Linked DNA regions of Mus musculus: region 1 is linked to region 2. The links are chromatin contacts, called in public Micro-C maps. All regions are on one chromosome and are shown on one strand. Each heading gives the region's core, a stretch centred on a gene start, on an enhancer-like site or on the middle of the called end of the contact. The rest is flanking DNA. Distances are from core to core; before and after follow the strand shown. Region 1 overlaps Aopep (aminopeptidase O). Region 2 overlaps Aopep (aminopeptidase O).

What was found. Hi-C and Micro-C count contacts between places; a contact is called where the count stands out from the background.
Region 1: a contact with region 2 is called in a Micro-C map of muscle stem cells, with 4 times the contacts expected there. The contact joins two enhancer-like sites. A contact is called at or near these places in 1 of 39 promoter capture datasets (hippocampal neurons), 4 of 484 Hi-C or Micro-C datasets (epidermal suprabasal cells, muscle stem cells, nephron progenitors and 1 more), 3 of 115 datasets of contacts at active chromatin or transcription factors (embryonic fibroblasts, embryonic stem cells and heart atrium) and 2 of 9 other capture datasets (adipose tissue and pancreatic islet).

What each region holds. Positions count from the first base shown.
Region 1 is chr13:63,149,104-63,156,562 of GRCm38.p6, reverse strand. Aopep (aminopeptidase O) reads right to left here. Exons shown (of 16, transcript NM_001289926.1): 6 at 1-17. Among named protein-coding and RNA genes, the nearest start is that of Gm30409, 21 kb to the right of the region's middle. Within about 2 kb of position 1,617, at least 117 of the 459 cell types and tissues checked have an H3K27ac peak or open chromatin away from gene starts, as enhancers often do. A contact at or near this core is called in muscle stem cells, where this site is marked.
Region 2 is chr13:63,064,463-63,071,230 of GRCm38.p6, reverse strand. It overlaps Aopep (aminopeptidase O), which reads right to left. Exons shown (of 16, transcript NM_001289926.1): 5 at 2,946-3,191. Among named protein-coding and RNA genes, the nearest start is that of Gm46422, 27 kb to the left of the region's middle. Within about 2 kb of position 2,655, at least 14 of the 459 cell types and tissues checked have an H3K27ac peak or open chromatin away from gene starts, as enhancers often do. A contact at or near this core is called in muscle stem cells, where this site is marked.

The DNA of each region.
Region 1 (7,459 bases), core at 368-2,867, 86 kb before region 2:
GGAAGATGATGTGTGGGCTGCATATAATGGGAGAGAAAACACGTGGAGTCTTGTTAGCACCTGTCCCTGTGGCTACTCAGTGGGGCGGCTTTCTTAGCCCACAGAGTCTGTTATTACTGTGTGCATGCCGGATCATGATGGATAGATGCGGCTGCGATGCTTTTAAACCTAAACCAAGTGGCAGTTTACGTTTCTGGCAGCTGCTCAGGTTGCTGTTTCTGCCAGCAGTTGTCTTCGTCATCAAGCTGCTATTACCTGTAATAAGTAACCTGTACTAAGTTTTATACTGAAAAAATTACAAGGCAATGGAAACGTTTACTATGAAATCTGGACTGTAAAAGAAGAACAGGTGTGAGAATGCAAAGTCCATGCTGTCACGAGAATGATCAAAGAAGTTGTTCAGCCAAAAATTCTAGTAGCTCACAGGCAAATCAGGAATTCACTTGGAAGGCCAGGAAAAGCTGAAAAGAATAGAACCCCAAATCTTCCATTTCACACTAGAGCTGACTGTGGAGTTAACACTCAAAGGGGAGACTCTGGGGTAGCCCGGAGAAGAGCCCTGTGCCTGTAAACAAAAACTCTCCATGTAAGCTGCAAGCCCTTACAGACGCATGTGACCAGGGACCCCGAGAGTGAAAGGTGGACACTATCCGTCCCAGGGGTGCAAATGGCCTAAGGGTTGGCACCAGATACCAACTCATCTAATCTCAGTTTCCATAGTTTCTTCTGTGACTCCAAATACCATGATTAAAACTGCAGAGATGATGTGGGAGGAAGCGGCTGTCAGAAAGGACAGACAGACAGACAGGATCTTCGCTTTGCTTCCACCTTCAGCCTTTAGCATTTATCTAGAACTTGTTTATGTCCTTCCTAATGAAGAATTTGTTCTTTAAAAACAAATCTATCAATTAAAGCAAGCGAGTTGTGAGAACTCCCAAACTAAGGATTGAGCTCCTTCTTTCAAAACCTATTTGTTTGCCATCATGTCAGCTCTGCACAAGCCAAGACAGCAGCATGCAGATTTTTGGTCCGCCCCCACAGCCCCCATTAGAGAAAACCCCCACCTATATTTCCCTTGCACAATATCACCCATTCAGCTCAGAGAGCTAAATTGCAATCGCAGGAGTCAGGACTGCCAAAATAGACAGCTTTCATGTGAAGTAATAACAGGGCAGGCACGCAAATGAAAAAGCATCTGCCAGGCTTTCCGGAAAGCCCACAGAAACCCCACATATTAAAAGCAGAGTTGAGGCACTGAGGAAAAAGGGGTGCGGTACAACAGGCACCAAGAGTCAAACAGATTACCAGCTCAGACAAAAATGTAAGAAGGCAGGCAGGGAGGGAGGGAACCTCCCAGCACAGGAGCCAGCCTCCCCTTTACCTTACCAAGAAAGACAAAAGTGGCACAGCCTGGCATTCTCAAATGAATGACCCCTGGCTCCACCAAGTGTGATGCTACACGAAAAGCCACAGAAATGCACAAGTAAATAACATTCCAGACATACTGCTGGCAGCAGTGCACCCGTTAGCTAAAACAAAACAGAGTAACTTCAGACTGTATGAGCAGGCTCATCTCTGGAAAGGGTCCAGTGGCCACTGTGACAGCCATGGCCATGTGGGCAGAGATCAGACAGCTGACTCTGTCTCAAGCCAGGAAGGTTCAAAAGGGGATGTGTGGACTTGTAGAGGGACTGCCCCTGACTGGGGTCCACTGCTTTGTTCCAATGGGGGCCCATGTGAATGACTATTCCAGAAGAGATGGAAGAATTCACATGAGTGGCTGGTGGGGAGTGAGCTTCATTTTCCATCTTCCAGTTTGTTTCCCATGAACAGTCATCTCCACCAGACTTCTCTCCTCACCTTCCTGAACTGGGGGTGCCTCTGGGATGTACTAAGGACAGATCTATAGAGATCTGTCTAAAGTTCCCATTTCCTACCCTCAGCCCTTTCTTCCCAGTCAACAGTAACCAATTTCCTACTGTTCTGTGGGGAAGAAGGAAGTGTGAAGATAGGTTGTCACACATGATACAATAACTCTGTTATCACTCAGAGCTCTCCCGGTAGCCAATGTCCATGTGGGACCGACCCTGCTTTCAAGCTTTCAGTGACTACCCTCAAGGGTGTTAAGCAAACTTGGGACATAAGGGATAACGACAACTTTCCTTCCCTCTTTCTGACTCTGAATGTCAGAATCACTTACTCAAGGTACATAGACGTTTTAAAGCATCGTTTTCCTCAGTAGCTAGTAAAGAAAACAACACACCTCAGTCCACTTTGAGGATCAACAGTCAATGTCCCTTTGCTAGTAGGTCCCTTAGCATAGACAGCACCCCACAACAGAGAGCTTTTAGAATGTCTAGGCTACCATGACCTTGGTTTGGTATGCAAGGCCCACTCACAGGTGCACAGTCCAATCCTGTATTCTCAGACCCAAGCAATCGGCTCAGGCTTCCCTTCTGTCAAAACCCCTGGAATTCTTATGCCCTGGAAGAGGGATCACCTACCTCAAGGAAGATAATCACATTGCTAACATCTTCACACTAAGAGCAAAGATTTTGTTGTTATTGTTTTGCTTTCTTAAACCATAAGTCATTGAATGTATTGTTTTTCCAGATGAGAGTTATGCAGGATTGCCATTTTAAATCTCAAAGTAACAGCCCCTCTCTTGAATTCTCTGCCACATGCTCTGTGCTATAGGTGTGTGTGTGTGTGTGTGTGTGTGTGTGTGTGTGTGTGTGTGTGTGTGTGTGAAATAGGCAGGCCTGGGCTGCTGAGAGCCTCAGCAGATCTATGCTCCTCACTTTCCCAGCATGGTGGAGGCTGGCCACTCCTCTGCAGAGGACAAGTGTACTAGATGCCTGAAGCTTGTATCACGCCCAGCCTGAAAACTGTCCCTCTACTGCTCCTTAATGCGACCCACCCAGCCAGATTAGAGTGTTGTGTCCATTAATTTAAAACATGCCTCCAGCAGAGAAGGAAGGAGGCCTTTGTGACTCCCAGAAGCTGCTCCCTTCCTGAGGGAGGAATTCAATTTGGAAAGGAAATGGAGAATTTCATCAGATCTTAAGTAGGAGCTAGTGTTTGATTTATTTCTGCTTTTTTTCCAGGGAGGCCTGACCAGCATGGCCCCATCCTGCTGGAGAGGGGGAGAGGGGGAGAGAGGGGGAGAGGGGGAGAGGGGGGGAGAGGGGGAGAGGGAGGGAAAGAGAGAGGGAGAGAGAGGGAGAGAGAGAGAGAGAGAGAGAGAGAGAGAGAGAGAGAGAGAGAGAGAGAGAGAGAGAGATTGATTTAGCAGCTGAGCCCAAAAGCCTCAGCACCAGGTCACCACAGGCTGAGTGGACAGAAAGAGAGATTGGGAGTTTCCAGGAGCAGCAGATCCTGGGTCTTGGGTGGAAGGTGGGGAGGGAGTTGTGAGGATTGGAGGTGAGGGAGATGGGATGAGGAGTGGTCAAGTACACTTTTGCAGAGGTGTCATGGAGACATATTTACCAAGCTTGAATTTCTTGTGAACTTAATATTTTTCTAAATTTCAACAACAAATGGCGTCCACCATCAATATGCTTAGAGAAAGAGAGAACTTGGAAGGAGAAAGGAGCCCTCCTTTCGCTAGTATCCACCTGGATGATTCCAAAGACCTTAGAGTCAATCACATAAAAGCAACCTTCTCTGGTGTGGTTTAATAGCTGACATGGTTTGGACAACTGCAGTAAATGGGCATAGGGGGCTGGGTTGGAGTAATCTCAAGAGGAAGTCCTGTGTCCCGTCCCCCCCCCCCCCAATTCGCACCTGCTTCCTTCTTCCTCCATAAGTTGCCTGCCCAGCAATGCCCATAAGTGCACTTACCATCAGTTCCTGTCCCTGGAGTCAGACCCTTCAGTCCCTCTTTGTTGACTGTGGTCTAATGTAAGGAATGTATCTGTCACCTCAAAGGCCACAAAGGATGGCCTAGAAATGCTGGCCATTCTTACCCCCTCTACCTCTGTGACTACTCAACAGGGAACGGCCACTTTCCATCTTCCTCATCTGTGATGCACTGTAGCAGATGAGTCTTAAAAGTGTGTGGGGGAGATGATCAGGTTTTTTTTTTCCTTTTCTTTTTTTAATATTTATTTATTGATTGATATACATCCCAAATGCTGCCCCCTCCAAACCCCTCTCTCAGAATCCTTCCCCCATATCCCATCCCCTTCTTCTCTGAGAGAGTGGGGTCCCCTGAGCTCCCCCTCCCAACATCAAGTCTCTGCTAGATTAGGCAGATTTTGTCTCATTGAGGCCAGACAAGGCAGCCCTGTTGGGGAAGGGATACCACAGTAAGGCTACAGCTTTAGGGAGAGCCCCTGCTCCAGTTGTTGGGGGGATCACATGGAGACTGAACTGCACACCTCCTACATATGTGTCATGTGTCCAGGGTCTCCTTCTAGCCTGTGAAACTACCCTTAACATAGTTCTCAACAGCTTGAGAGAAAATTGTTACATCCAACGAGTGTTTCAGGAAACATAGGTTTAGCAGAAAAGGCTATTGTTATTGCTAGTTGCTGCCCCACCCTCCTCTCTGTGTGTGTGTGTGTGTGTGTGTGTGTGTGTGTGTGATGGTACAAGTGTGAAGGTCAGAAGACAATGTATCAGCTTACAGAGTCAGGTCCTCTCCTTCCAGCAAGTGACTTTACCTGCTGTAACTCACCAGCCCAGTACATTTAATTATTCATTTATCTGGATGCATATTGGCTCAAATGGCCACTATGACAATGGCAGAGGAACTGAGGACTGCCCCCGAGCTCCAAGCTTTACCGTTTATCAATACAGTGTGCATGTGTGGAAGTCAGAGAGAAACGCTGGGTGTTCCTTAGGAGCTGTCCACCTCATACTTGGAGACAGTCTCTTTCATTACCTGAGACTCACTAACTGGTTCTCTAGGCTCCAGGGATCCTCCTGCCTCTGCCCCCTGAGCACTGGGGTTACTCACATGGCTCTCCTGCTGCGTTTTCATGTGGTGATCAAACCAAGCGCTACTTGAGCAGCAGTTTCCTCAGCCCAGCATGGCTTCCTGCTCCCCTTTCCTAAGGACACACCCTGCTGGCACACTAAGGACACACCTCACACTGAGCTCCTCCTACACTCGCTCTACCCTAACCGTAGAAAAGGTGGTTATTGCCTCAATTTACAGATGTTGAAGGTAAAGTGCACAGAGTTCTGCTCTCCAGGTTGGCAAGCAAGGTCACTAGCTCTCAGTGAGCAGGCGATGCAGCCCAACCCAGTACTGACTGAAGCTCATTCTGGTCTACTCTGCCAGACTCCCTGGGCTTAGCTGTAGCTGCTAGGCTCCTGGCTTTTCTGTGCAGCTCAAGCCCCTGGTATGATGACCTCAGGTTTCTCAGTGTTTTATCAGCAGAGTCATGGAAATAAAAACACCATCCGTGCCTTAGGATCTTTGTCCCCTGTGACTACATCACAGCCAGAACTGGCCCGATAAAACAGGCCTTTGGATCAGCAATGCTTTAGTGTCTTCCCGGGAAGAAGGGAAGAAGAGAGGGAGAGATACTACTCTACAACTATGCCCTGTGTTCTCCTTAGAGAAACAGGTGAGGCCAGCTTCTGGTACATGGCTCCAAAGGCCCTGGAAGGGCCACACACCTATTTTAACTACAGATGGATATTTGTGGGGGTGGGGCAGAGTGGAACAATCATAAACTAAATGTGCTAAAGAAGTCAAGATAGCAAAATGAGGGTAAATGGAGGACCAGGGATAAGGAAATGAAGGAGGGAGGAAGTAGATAACACAAAATTAAACAGAAAAACAAAACCGAAAACCAAGGATATGGAGGAGGAGAAAGGGGAGGAGATGGTAGGCAGGCAACAAGAACCGAGAGCAGGGGCAAGTCTCCTAAGCTGCAAGAAGCAGCAGGAGACTTTAGAAGTAGCAGAGGCAAACTGGGAAGCAGACATTGGAGGGAAGAACACACTGTATGTTAAACAGAGTAAGCCAGTCAGGCATGGTGGCTGGGGTGGTAGCAGTCAGTTTATCCCAGTTAGCTTCTCCTTGCTGTGATAACACACTGGTCAAAACTGACTTGCTAAGAAGGGGTTTTATTTCATTTATCTCATACTTCTATGTCAGGAGGCAGGAACCTGAACGTGGGAACTGAAGCAGAGACTATAGAAAAAATGTTGCTTACAGGCTTGCTTGACTGATCTTTCAAGCAGCCCAGGTTGAGTCCTCCTCTACAATTAGTGGTCGAGAAAATGCCCCACAAACCAGCCTGCAGGCCACTCTGATGAAGGCAGTTCTTCAGATGAGAGTCCCTTCTCCCAGGTGGATCTAAGCTTGTGTGAAGTTGGCAAAACTAAGTAGCACACAACTTGACTGGTTTTGTTCTCTACAGAATCCTGACTAACATAGTGCTACACACCTTGAATACCAGCACTTAAGATGCGGTAGCAGAAGGATCATCTCAAGGTTCAAGGTTATACTGGGCTATACTGAAACTGTCAAAAAAGACAACAACAACAACAAATTCAAATTAAACCTATCTAAACAAACAAACAACAACAACAACAACAAAAACAAAAACAAAAACATTAGGCCAAGGTTATCGGCTCTCCAAGCTCATAGTCCCAGGTTTGACACTTAAGTTGTCTAAATGGCCCACACCTAGGTCCCACTAGGGATTGTGGTCAGTGCTTGTGGGAGACAGGGTCAGGCTCTAAAGCAGATGCACTGGTGACAGGAGAGAGGCTTCCTAGTGAGTCTGGGAAAGAAATGAGTCTTTGGGGATGAGACAGTGTTGTCATTTCGTTGTTGGGCTCAGTGTTGCTGAGAATAAGTAGCTGCCAACACCAGTGCCAAGACCACCTCACCTGGCTTTGGAAGGCCGTGTCCAACAGCAAACCAGCAGCTTCTCAGGTGCTGAAGGGATTGGTGAGTGGCAGGCACTTTATGTCTGTCCCACCAAACAGTACTACATATACACACAGAGACTATGGCCTAGACTTTACCTCTCAAGCAACCACCCATGCAGAGTTAAGACTCCACTATGGGGGGCTGGATACACCTTGCTGAGACTGTCTTTCCTTAAGAAGCAGACAAGGGTGTCTTTGCTCTTCTGAAAGTTCAATGAAACTGCATTTGGGTATTTTGTGTTTAAATGCTAAAGAATTAAGGCAGGAAAAATCAGTATTTGATTGAGTTTCCCAACTTCTTAAAGAACATGAGCTGCTAGTGGTTTCTGGATTCTCAAAGATGAAAGCAGATATATATTTCTCTTTCTTTTCTTTTCTTTTCTTTTCTTTTCTTTTCTTTTCTTCTCTCCCTTCCTTCCTTTCTTCTTTCCTTTCTTTCTTTCTTTCTTTCTTTCTTTCTTTCTTTCTTTCCTTCTTTCCTTCCTTCCTTCCTTCCTTCCTTCCTTCTTTCTTTCTTTCCTTTTTTTTTTTTTTTTTTTTTTTGTTATTGGCATACAGGCCA
Region 2 (6,768 bases), core at 1,406-3,905:
GACAAATAGCAAAATAATCATGTAGAGAGGTAGGACTCACATGTTCACCTTAAGCAATATTCATAAGTCTAGTTCCAGGCTATCATGTCACTGACATTACTGACACTATAGCAAGGTATGGAGTGTGACCAAGACCATCCTTTGCATTCATTTCTCAGTAAAAGGAAAGTGGGTTGGCTGTTCCATCTCAACTTGAGACACGAGAATGCATGAGGTCATAATGAAAACGGTGGAATATTATCTCAACAGCAGGAGAACTTTCTGTACATGAGAAACTTATTTAAAATGTATTCATAACTTTATGACTGCATCCTATTACTCCAAAACATGCAGATGCCATGTTCACAGAGGCAGAAATGAAATGAAACAAACCCAGAAAGTCCACATATCTCAAATGAGTAAAAGATGAGATGGAGCGGGCCATGGAAGACCAAATGCAAGCTGGTAGTCAGACAAGAGTGAAAGTGCCTTTCCTTTGGAACAGTGAGTAAGGAAAGGGCTGGGACAAGAGTATGTAGCTTGCAAGTTGTAAAAATGTGTTTTCCTCAGTTCACTGGAGTCACCTATTTGGCTCAAAAACAGGACCAAAAAAGAGAGTTTTAAGGATTCTTATTCAAGCTATGATAAATAATGTTTAAAACATTGTGTATTGTCCAAACATTTTTAAAAATCCTTTAACACAGTTAATGATTTTCCTGTTTTTGTTCACATGGAGATGCTGAATGCCATTTGCCAAAGTGGAATACTAAAATGGTACTCATTATAATTAAAACGTAATTGCTAAAGAAGCCCAGAGCTATGGAATTTATGATCCTGCTACATGTTTATAAAACAGGGACTCAGGAAAGAGCCAGTTAATTTACCAAGAAGTCCTTTGATTCTCCAGCACACTATAATGATCAGGACATGATGAATTTTGGTTTCTCATGATGGTATCTCAGATTTGAGAGTCTCCCTATCCCTGTTTGGGGCACAGAGTTGACCTCTATGCCTACCATCTTTGCTCCAGCAGAGCCTTGAGCACGGGATAAAGAGGTGAGGCTCCAGGAGCTGGTTGAGTCATTGAGGTGCTCAGCTATATATGTGGCTCAGAGGGTAGAAATCTATAGGGTCAAGTCCAGCAAGTAGAATCAATTTAAATCAGAGTTTGATAAAACAAAAGTCTACCCCAAATCTACACCCCAACTAGGAGTACACAACACCATAATCACCCTTCCACAGTTCAACTGCAAAGAACAGTAGCAAAATACGGGAGATAACTTAACCAGAACAGACTATTTCCTGACTAATAAGGAAAGGTAGGGTGGGGATGGAGGATCTATTTGAGAATTCTGTACAGTTCTCCAGTTCTGAAGCCTAACAGCACTCTCATGGTGGCTAAGTTGTTGCTAACACCCCAGTTTTGACATTTAGTACACAGCACCATTTGTCTTTCAGGTACTTAGGTATATTATTTTAAAAATATAGCACTAAGAATAATTAAATCATGTTAAATATCTCAAAAAACAAAAATTTTACCATCTGCCTGCTTGGGCATGCAGACTTGGAAGGAAAAGCTTACAGAATAGTCTGCAGGTTAGCACATTCTACTTCTGGCAGACTGTGTCTCAAGAAGGAGCTATCAAGAAGTTCTATGCATGAAAAATACTTTGCTTTTGGTTCCCCCAGGCTAGAACATATAGTTGTTAGCAAATATGTCCTGAAAAACAATGCTCATAAAGTGCTAAAACCTCCCAAACAAATATAACCCCTCAAAACTGTATACAAATGAGATGCATTTAATGAACAACCCTTTCTTCACCAATAAGTTCTTCAAAGGAACCAAAGAAGTCTCCTTGTTAAGACAAACTATATATAGACATCAAGACAATTATATAATGCATGCAACCACATATATATAATTATCCTAGTTTTTACATTCCCATTATCTTTATAAATACAGGATAAAAATCAGTCTAAACAATTTTCTGAGACCTCTTCAAGGATTACAGCAAGCCTTTAAAAATGTGGTGTGGGGTGTATATGTGTGTGTATAGTGTTTGTGTGTGTGTGTGTGTGTGTGTGTGTGTGTGTGTGTATAGTAAAGATCAAAAGCAAATGTTCTGGACAGTTCTTTTCTACTCAAGGGTTTTACCAAAAATGTGTGCAGGGTTTTTTTTTTTTTGGGGGGGGGGGTGACACCACAAATGACAGCTGTTCAAAAGCATGGAAATTAATTGGCAGCAAGAATTTCCTTGACTAATAGGGAAAAACTCAAAGCCACATGTCTGATGAGCTTGCTTTCCCACCCTAGTCAAGCACAGCCCTGTTAGTGATTAGGAGTTGCAAACAGAAGCATAGTCAAGGTTCATGCGCCATCTTTTCTCTGTGGGACAGAGCTGTTCTCCCATCACTGTGTGAATAGACAGTGGGACTGTAATTAACAGAGCAAAGGGTCAACTAGCAAGTTTCTACTTTTTGTCAGAATCAGATGGAGGCACAGTAAAAATAATTCATTTACTGTATTAAAGACAGGAACAAGTCGTTATATCCTTCCCCCACAGTAAACCATCTGCTTTTAGCTGTTTTTCCAGCACTGTGGATAGATTCATGCTCTGACATGGGGCTCTCAAGTTGTAGCCTTGTGACCAATGGTGAGAATGGATGAGGCAGCTGGTCAGGATTAGGTGAACAGCTGTGGCCCTGGGACCAGGTTTTGTTACTGTGCTTAGAGTCTGACGTATGACCTTGGACTCATTAGCAGTAAGTTCTCATCACCCAAGCTAACAACAACTGAGCAATCATGAAAACTATCCCCTGAAGCTAGCAGTAAGATATCCAGGAGGGAACAATGAACCCCTTCTACCCAAAGCAAACGAAACTCCTGACAGAGTTTGAGAAAAATATTCCTCTATTAGTTCCTAGACATTTTAAGCATGTTCCACATGCCATGATGAGCAGCATACCTGGCCATTCCCAGACTTGGAAAGTTGGTGGGGACAATGAGTATGTCCAGCCGGGAGAAAGGGTGTGTTCCCAGGACAGAGTGTGCAGCTGAGAGGCAAGAAGGGATCAGCCACAGCAGGGCCTCTTGGCAGGCACCCTCAAGGCACACTGGGGCAAACACTCGATAAGGAATGATGTCCTGGGAGGCAGCGGACGCACTCTGGAACCTGCAAGGGTATTCCATATGATTGCAGGTGTTATCATACCTGGACAACACAAAAGAAGACAGTGGTTCAAACAGGTTTATTAGAAAAGGCGGTTCAGTGGGGCTGGAGATATGGCTCAGTGGGTAAGAGCACTGACTGCTCTTCCAAAGGTCCTGAGTTCAAATCCCAGCAACCACATGGTGGCTCATAACCATCCATAATGAGATCTGATGCCCTCTTCTGGTGTGTCTGAAGACAGCTACAGTGTACTTACATATAATAAATAAGTAAATCTTTAAAAAAAAAAGATAGAAAAGGCAGTTTAAGTATTGGCTTGTTTGCTTTTGGGCAGCAGTGAAAATTATAGGTCAAATATTTATTGAGGTGCCTGAAGTGACTGAGTGATTTCAATCTAAGCTAATGAAAGCAACGATCTTATAGATCTTAGAATTATGGGGGTCATGGGTGGATAAGATTTGAAACAATAAAGCAACCTTCCACCCAAATTAAAGTAAATTCTACCTTCAGTAATGTGATCTCAAATATCATCATAGAGAAACTGTTGAAGTTACTGACAGTTCTTAGAGAGGGAGAGATGCAATAGCCGTTTTATTTATTGACTTTTCATTGAGAACTCATGGAGCCCAGGTAGCTCTGAACTCAGGATATAGCTGAGGCTACCCTTCAACTTCTGATTCTTCTGAATCTATCTCTCAAGTACTGGGATTACAGCTATGAGCCGCTATGTACCTGTCTATAGGCAAATTAAAGATTCCATTCTGGAAAATCCTAGAATAAGTGACCTGGGGTGAGGTAGGACAATGAACCAATGACAGTTATAGGTATAGTGTTCAAAAAAAAAAAAAAATCACAGCTTATCAAAAAGTAATCTAGGCATTCTTCACACTACTTGCCAGAGGCTGGCACTTCTGAAAAGAGCACTCTTTTCAATATCCTTTTGGGCTTTGGAGACAGGGTCATGCATCCCAGGCTGGCCTTAAACTCACCATGTAGATGAGAATGGCCTTGAACTCCTGATCATCTTGTCTCTACCTCCTGTGTGCTGGGATTACTGGCATATGCCTGGTTTACATAGTGCTGGGAATTGAACCTAGGGCTTCCTGCATGTTAGGTAAGTACTCTACCAACTGAGCTATGTCTCTGGTCCCTTTCTAATGCACTTTCAGTATAAATGTAATGAAATCAACCTTCGAGTGAAACAGAGCAGAACCCAGCTAGCCCCATTGTCATGTTACTCCCAGAAAGGCAAAGGAGGAATTGAAAGAAAATTCCTAGGGTCTGACTCACAGGCCTCAAGAGAACTTATATAGCTAAAGAAACCAACATCAAAGAGAATTCTATTTTTTCATCTGTTAACATGCCCTCTATTCAGACACAATGGAAAAACCCTGTAACCTTAAATTGCAGATTATAATTCTAGCTGTGGGTGCTACTGTGATTCACCAGACACTGAAGAATCTCTAAGTGCTTACCTGCCTCAATTTGGGCAGGTTGTAACAATAATTCTTCTTGAGGTTTATGAAGTATCTTCCAGACACCCAAGGCCTGTGATCAGGAGATCCACACAGCTATGTAAACAAGCCTCACCTTCCACCATAATGCTTCAAGAATTACCAGCCCCAGTGAGGCCTGGTTATGGTTGGGGGGGGGGGGTGGGTAAAAAAATGGAGACCCATAAAACTGCCAGGATAAAGTGACTGCAAGAATAGAGTTACTAAGACTGGACTCAAGCCAAAGTCCTGGACTCATAACATCACCTTATGAGAAAGAAATCAAAAGTGTCTGCTTGTAAACATTCAACTAAAAAGGCTACAACACCCACCTAAAGACGAGGAGCCAAGATGGCCAACTACTGAGCCTCTATGGGGTTTTTAAAAATGTATTTACACAGAAAAACAATGTACTATGGTAATTTAAGCTCACATACTCTCTACTGAAAAGTTTTTACAAGCTGCAGTTGACCATGTGTCCATGGCATATGCCCATACACCTGTAACCCCAGCATTTGAAAGGTACAGACAGAAGAATCAGGAGTTCAAGGTAAGTTTGGGCTCCATGAGACCATGCCTCAAAACTCCCACCCAAAGGCTTTTAGAAGCCAAGTGTGACAACAGCATGGACCAGTATGCCTAGAACTCCAGCACTTGGGAGGCTGAGGCAAGAGTACTGAGGATATGACACCAGCCTGGACTATGTATGTTCTGGGCCAGCTTGCGCTACAAGTCACAACCTTGTCTTAAAAACCTAAAAAAAAGAGGGGGCCTTCAAAGCATGAACCGAAAGCTCGAACTCTCTGGATGCAGCTAGGGAATAAGCTTAAGATCTAAACATCACGATGCCTCAGTGCAGGGAGGCATGCTATCTCGAAACTGCTTTTTCCCACGGAGGGAGACTATCTCTTACACCTAAGAAAACTAGAGGTTAGGGAACAGAGTGAAGGCGGCAATGGTACATCAAACAAGCCTGTTTGTTCAAGGGAAAAGATGAATCATTTTCTTTCCAGGCCTATATGAACACTCACCAAACTAATGAGGATGATTACTGTTAGATGCATAACTTAATCCCATTTTCCATAAAACTTAGGACTTAAAAGCAATCATGCTATGGGCAAGTTACGTCACTGAGGCTCTTGATAGTGAAAGAACTGTATGAGGGATGCCACTTGTGAGGTCTTATGTAAAGACCAATACACCTTGGCTTCAGTGGCTGTGCTGTGACCAGTGTGGTGACCAGCTGTGACCAAGGTGAGGACTTCAGTATTTGGGGCCTCTTTCTCTTCATCACACCCACAGACTTACCAGCTATGGCTGCCTGAAGAGAGGAGGACAGATTAGGAAGGGTAGGAGAGAACTCTGTGGCATGACAGAATATTTTGAATTAGGTGTGTACACAGTAGGCCACAGTGGATGTCAATCACATACTAAAATGCTTCCTAAGGTTTCTACAGGCAAAAGAGGACTATACCCATTCACTTCAAGGCCCCATTCAAGCAGCAGCTAAGGGGGTCCAGGGATCATGTATCAACAGCACAGACCCAGTGGCAACCGGAGATTCCTTCTCTTCTATTCATAGTGGCTTCCCTCAGTTTTTACTACTCTCAAGACAGACTTTCCCTACCCCAAGTTTTCCTTTCTGCAGAATGAATCATCCCAATGTCTTTAACGTGGTGCCAGTTTTCCAATGCTTTCAATCAGTTTCATTAAGTTCTACTGCAGGATAGCCAAGCTTCCATGCCAAGCATAAGCTGAATGACCCCAAATGAAGGCCTGAGAGGCTTAATGTAACACAAAACTCTTTTGTGGCTGAAACTAAATAGAATTAATGCATATTAGACTTTTTTCTAATGTCTTTAGTCTGTGTGTTTACTAAAATGTTCATTCCAAGTGGACTGGAGGAGTTGCCCCTGTTAATTTAGCTCATCTGAATGGTGATCAAAAAATTCAGTGACCAAGCCAGGCAGTGGTGGTACACACCTTTAATCCCAGCACTTGGGAGGCAAAAGAGGCAGATTTCTGAGTCCAAGGCCAGCCTGGTCTAAAGAGTGAGTTCCAGGGCAGCCAGGGCTACACAGAGAAACCCTGTCTTGAAAAAACGCAAAAAGGCAAACACACAAAAA